2 separate regions of the Mus musculus genome follow, and region 2 is linked to region 1. A link is a contact called in public HiChIP or PLAC-seq data. All regions are on one chromosome and are shown on one strand. The core of a region is the stretch at or near the end of the contact, and the rest is flanking DNA. Distances in the headings are between cores, read along the strand shown. Region 1 overlaps Srebf2 (sterol regulatory element binding factor 2). Region 2 has its middle 12 kb from the start of Nfam1.

Region 1 (3,170 bases), core at 58-2,557:
ATGCAGCTGCCTTACAGAAGAGCTCTCAGCCTGACTTCAGCACACGGGCTGAGGTTCAGGGAGATGGCTCCACTGAGGTGGCTCTAAAAGCTGGTGACTGGGGCACACCTTGTTGAATTTGGGAGGTTGCAGCAGGAAGATCCCTTGTGCCTAGAAGTAAGTCCAAAGCTAATCTGGGCAACATGGCAGACCTTATCACAAAGCAGGAAGGAAAGAAAATCACCCTTGCCTGCAGCTCCCCCCGAAGGCGTTGTGTGCCTCATCTATACTCAGCAGTTTCATATGTAGTTCCCTGGCAGTCCTCCAGCACATAGGACAGATGCCTCATCCACTCCAGGTGGCTGCTTAGACCTTAAACCTTGGTTTTCCCTTCAGTTTTTTAACCTAGCGAGAGATCTTGGGCATCTTGTTTTGCAGAGGTGGCTGGCACTCACGTGAGGCTGTTAGGAGCACTTCCTGTATTTGCTACAAACCACTGCAGAAAGGAAATGTTTTTAATTGTCACCCACCGCTGTGAACACACCCTCATTCTAAGTGTCTAGTGATGGCTCTGCTGGGGCAAAGGGGTAAACACCTGAGACTTTAGCAGGGTTGCCCAGTGTGCACTGCCAGTAAGGTGGCAAACAGTGGCGGGCATCTGTTGTGCCTGCCCCTTTCTGTCCACTCCCTTTTGGAGCAGCTGGGTTAAGAGTTGCAGACAAGGGGCTGGAGAGATGGCTCAGCAGTTACGAACCCTGTCTGCTCTCCCAGAGATCCTGAGTTCAATTCCCAGCACCCACATGGTGACTCACAACCATCTGTAATGGGGCCTGACGCCCTCTTCTGGCCTGTGGATGTATATGCAGCAGAGCACTCATACATTTAAATAAAAATTGAAAAAGAAAAAAAAGAGTTGCAGACAGGCCAGGGAGGCAGGTGGGTCTCTGAATTCAAGGCCAGCCTGATCTATAGAGCGAGCTTCAGGATAGCCAGTACTACACAGAGAAACCTTGGGGGGAGGGGGGCGTGTGGGGGGAAAGGAAAGGAAAAAAAAAAGAGGCAAAGAGCTGGCGTTTTGGTTCTGTTTGTTTAGTTGTTAGTGGTTCCAGTAACCTACGAAGTATTTATGTCTTAATTAGTTTAGTAGCTTGTGGAGCGATCAGACATGCAGTTTGAAAGAGGAGACAATGCTTTTATTTTTTTAGGCCTTTGAGGCAGATTTTTAAGATTTACTTTTGTTTGTGTGTCTGGGTGCTCTGTCGGCATAGATGCTGCACCACATACAAGCCTGTGAGCCTCCTTTTGCATCCTCTGAAAGAGCATCACCCAGTGCTTTTGACTGCTGAGTCATCTCCAGCCCTTGGCCTTAGCTTTTTGGTTTGGTCTGGTTTGGTTTGATCTGGTTTGGTCTGGTTTTCACACAGCATCTCTCTAGCTAGCCTTGATGGTCCTTGAATTCACTACCTACATCAGGCTCACCTCAAACTCACAGAGACCCACCCACCTGCCTCTGCTTCCCAAGTGCTGGGATTAAAGGGGTGGGCCACCACACTCACCTTGCCTCCACCTCTTAAGTGTAGCTGTCATAGACATGTACCACCATGGCTTAGACTCAAACTGGACACAGCACCCCATTCCCTGTTTCACGCTGGTTTCCACATGCTAATTGCTTTTTAGAACAAGACAAAACAGTCAAAAAAAATAGCTTCCTAAAACTTATTAGCTTTACACAAAATACAATGTTATTTAAAGGAAGGTAATGTAGTCTGGCTTTTGCATCTCGAAGCACCTCGGTCTGTTGTGTTTCATCTGTCTACATGATGTCCGGTATCCATGCTTAGAGCAGGAATTGCAGGTACCACTTGGCTCCCGTGAGCGTTCCCTGTGCCACTTAGGGTTCGTGGCACACAGTCGCCAGCTGTAACGGAGGGCTGGAGCCAGTCCAGGCACACTGGGCAGCTCTCGAGAGCTAAGCAGTCCTGGGCAGCTGCCTCGCCTCTCATGCCAGGCAGTTAGCAGATGAGCTACAGGAGAGGCTCCTGTAGCTCAGAGAGGTCTGGTGTCTCCAAAATTTAGAGGGAAAGTATTTTTTTCTTTAAACTGGGAGTATTATAATTGGAGTATAAAGCCAAGAAAATTAAAAGAGCAATAAAAATTATTCTCAGTTTCCTATACAGAAGCCTTTATAGTTGTGCTGCCTGTCTTGGATTTATGTTTCTTATTAGTTCAAACCATTAAGGGGAGACTTCATGTCAGCTAATGCTTCTTAAAGTTTAGACTCCAGGGACTCTTGACACCCTCTTCTGGGCTCTGTGGGTACTGCATTCATGGTGCACAAACACACAGAATGTTTTAATTTAATGTCAGACCAGGCATGGAGGCCATGCTTTTAATCCCAGGATTCAGGAGGCAGGAGCAGTTGGATCTCTGAGTTCAAGGACAGCTAGAGCTACAAAATGAGATGCTGTCTCCAAGGGGTTTTTTGTTGTTGCTCTTGTTGTTGTTGTTCTTAATGTCTAGACCATGATTTCAATGTTTGAAATAAAAGAGCTCAGGTTAAAAATATATTTTAACCTAATAATTTCCTAAATGGCTTCAGTGGGTTCTTGCCATAGGACCTGAAAGGCTTCCTTTGTACCTCTCTGTATCACCCTTGGATCCCTACAGAGGCCAGCACTCCTTATTTTTCCTTGGAACAGTCACCATATTTCCTTGCTAACCAGGCCTATGACCTGGAGAGGGTTGGACTCAATTATTAGAAGATTCTGGGTACACGAAGCCCTGGAATTACACATGTATACACACACACACACACACACACACACACACACACACACAGCCTGTGTTGTCCCACCGCCGAGGAGCTCGGTGAGCACTTTGAAGGTCATAGCAGGTCACAGGTTCTTAGGTATTGGGTATCACAGTACCCTGTTCCCAAGGCTGGGTGGTAAATAGGAGACTGTCACTGTTTCTGTGAATCTAAGTGAAATGCTGTCCTGGTCCTATAGGCTGCCATGACACTGCCAGTGAGTGTGTCTATAGGCCAGTCAGCTTTCTCCCGTCAGGCGGCTGTCCCCGTGGTCCCCTTCAGAGCCTCCCCAGCGCATCCTCGAGTGGCTGTGCTATTTCTGACTCTGGCATTCAAGTTTTCTGAAACTGTTACATTAGCTGATTGCTGCTTAAAGTCTATT
Region 2 (2,866 bases), core at 274-2,773, 860 kb after region 1:
TGGCCTTGTGCAGATGGCGGCAGGACAGCAAGCAGGCTAAGGACAATCTGGCAAGCAAAAGAACCAGAAAGTTGGGGGAGGGCAGGAAAAGCAAGCCGCCATTGTTGGGGCGTGGGGAAGAAGTTTGCTGGGCAGGCCCGACACAGCAGAAAGACATGAGTGAAACGGTTGGGAGAAGAGAGTGGGCGGGCGCCATGGACCTTATGAGGAATGGCAAGCTGTGACCCTCTGCTTAGGGGCTGTTCTAGCTCACCTGCCCCAGGCAAGGCCTGGAGAATGAACCGACAGACAGGGGAGGGAATAGTGTGATGGTGACCACAGAGGCCAGCCAGGGGCTGGTCCAGCTTGTTTTGCTACTCAACTGCTTTCTTCATGTTCCTAACCCCCCAAGTACAGTAAAACAAAACAAAACAAAAACCTTTTATCTCAAGAACACACACACACACTCACACACACAAGAGTGAAGTGCCCCGTGGCCGCCTGGGAAGAGCAGAGGATTTGGTAGCACCCCCAGGGCACCCACAGGTAGGGAACTGGAGTCCTCAAGGGTGCTCGGTGGGTGGAACGATGACTCAACAATGAAGAGCACTGCTCTTGCGGAGCATCCAGAATCGATTCTCAGCTTACAACTGTCTGTAACAACAGTCCTAGGAGATACAACATCCGTTTCTGCTCTCTAGGAGCACCAGGCAATCATACAGGGACATTTAAGCAGGCAAACAGGCCATACACACAAACATAAAATAAAATGCCCATGGCCCCTGGACGCTAGAGTAGGGTGGGGAGGATCCTTGCCCGGAACCTTCAGGCTTCCAGCTGAGCTGCGGTGCCCCTCGGCCCAAACTCTAATTTAAGACACTACCTTTAGAGCACTGGTTTTGGAAGTCTTGGGAATTAACAAGCTGAATAGAGACCATGTGAGGGCCACCACACAGCTCAGTCAGCCGCAGAGCACTTGCCTAACAAGTACAAGATACCTGCTTCACACCAATACCAAAAGTAAAAAAAAAAAAAAAAGAGAGAGAAAATCAGAAGGAAGGTAGAGCCTCCTGGGGGGGTGGATGGGAGGGTGAGGGGGGGCGGTCATCAAGGCAAGTGTTTTCTTTTATTGAATTTGTTCATTTGTTTTATGAGATAAGATCTCCCTCTAATTGAGGCTGGCCGTGAACTCACCGTGCTCCTCCGGCTTCAATATTTTCAGTGCTTTGTGATTCCAGATATAAAGCCACGTGCTCAGTAAGACTAAGACTGTAAGACTCCGGGGAGCCTTAGCTTACTGAGGACCCCCTGAGTGAACCACGTGGAGCTGGGATCGATGCAAAAAGCAAGAGGAATTTATTGTTCCAGTGCACTGGGGTTGTCCCAGACCTGAAGGAGAGGCAGCGAACCCCAGTACCCAGTCGGCAAGTTTTCACATGGTTTCCAGGGGCAGAATAGAGCATCAGCAACTAGGCACAATATGATTGGCGGAACAGTGCACCCTTTAAACTGATTGGTCTTTAGGGAATGAGGTGACAAGGACTTCCCTTGTCTGAAGGCGGGCAATGGCCCGTTCTACGGAATGTGTCCCTACTCACAGGTTGGTTCCACCCTGTTGTCTGAGAAATGTTAATTAGCCTCTTCCTTCCTTCCGTAGGGGCAAGTGTTTCATGACCTTTCCAGAGTTCTTAAGATGACCTTTTCAACCATTGATTTCAAACACCCCAGAAGCCATGTTGGAACAGCCCCTTCCTAAGCTAAGATCTGCAGGAGGAAGATGCTGGAAGCAAGCCCTCCAAAAGGACTCATGACTACAATCCCAGCACTTGAGAGGCTGAGACAGGATTGCTACTCATTCTAGGCCAGCCTGGGCTACATAGCAAGTTTTAGGCTAGCCAGTGTTACAGACTAAGTCCTTTAAGATATATTACTTGATGAAAAAAAATCTTGGCAGTAGATACCTTCAGCTTATTCACCTTCATGGCAGGGCTTCTGACCCTACAGTAGCAGGTTTATTCCGTACATGCCTGGCTTTGCACTAGGAGCACTTGTCCATAGGTCAGCCCTTCTCTGGTTAAAAAGAGAAAATATCAAAAGAGTCAGAGCGATGAAACTGAGCGTAATACCCTTAAAAATCAAATGTGTCCAAACTTTCTTCTGTCTGTTCTTCCCCTCACTTCCTGTTCTGGGGATGAAAATGTAGGCCTTGAGGAATGAGAGGAGGAAGGGGAGGAAATGACGTAATAATACTCACTCGTAAAATTCCCAAAAGAAAATACTGAGCCCGAGAGATGGTTCAGTGGTTAGGGGCACTTGCTGGAGTTCAGTTCCCAGCACCTAGGTCAGGCAGTGCCTGCCTGTAACTCCAGCTCCTGAGACTCTGGTGCCCCCTTCTGGCCTCCTAGGGCACTGCAAGCATGTGAGTCTCCCTGCTTTCATGGATCATTGGCCTATATGGTCCAGCAGGGCATTGGGAGCAGAGATGTGGAACCCTGGCTTCAGAAGTCCTGGAGTCCACACAGTGGATAATCCACACTGGGACCTGCAGTCAGGAGGCAGATCAACTTTACTTAGGGGGATTGAAGGCTTATAAAATGTGGGCGACTGAGAGCAGAGACATCCAGGTGTGCAAAGGTCATTGGCTGATGGCTTCTCATGCCTCATCAGCATGGGGAAGCATTTCAGGAATCTCAGGTGCTACTGCACAGGTTTTATCAGGAAAAAGGAAATTGATCCTTTAACCTAATTGAAGCTTCGTGACATTCCTCAGGTGGAGTGAAGGGGCTTAGAATTCCCGGACAAGGTCAGAGAAGGAGAAACTCTGCTAACCAAGGGAGTCTCCCACATTGCACCGAGCCCAGAGGCTAGCTGGTCATAGTAGACTTCA

The links. HiChIP or PLAC-seq counts read pairs in DNA pulled down with a chosen protein or histone mark.
Region 2: an H3K27ac HiChIP or PLAC-seq map of embryonic stem cells shows a contact between it and region 1, with 4 times the contacts expected there. The contact joins two enhancer-like sites. A contact is called at or near these places in 2 of 115 datasets of contacts at active chromatin or transcription factors (both in embryonic stem cells) and 1 of 9 other capture datasets (embryonic stem cells).

What each region holds. Positions count from the first base shown.
Region 1 is chr15:82,186,759-82,189,928 of GRCm38.p6, forward strand. The region is part of intron 11 of Srebf2 (sterol regulatory element binding factor 2); the gene reads left to right. Among named protein-coding and RNA genes, the nearest start is that of Mir33, 9.8 kb to the right of the region's middle. Within about 2 kb of position 1,308, at least 43 of the 459 cell types and tissues checked have an H3K27ac peak or open chromatin away from gene starts, as enhancers often do. A contact at or near this core is called in embryonic stem cells, where this site is marked.
Region 2 is chr15:83,044,153-83,047,018 of GRCm38.p6, forward strand. No RefSeq gene overlaps it. Among named protein-coding and RNA genes, the nearest start is that of Nfam1, 12 kb to the left of the region's middle. Within about 2 kb of position 1,524, at least 6 of the 459 cell types and tissues checked have an H3K27ac peak or open chromatin away from gene starts, as enhancers often do. A contact at or near this core is called in embryonic stem cells, where this site is marked.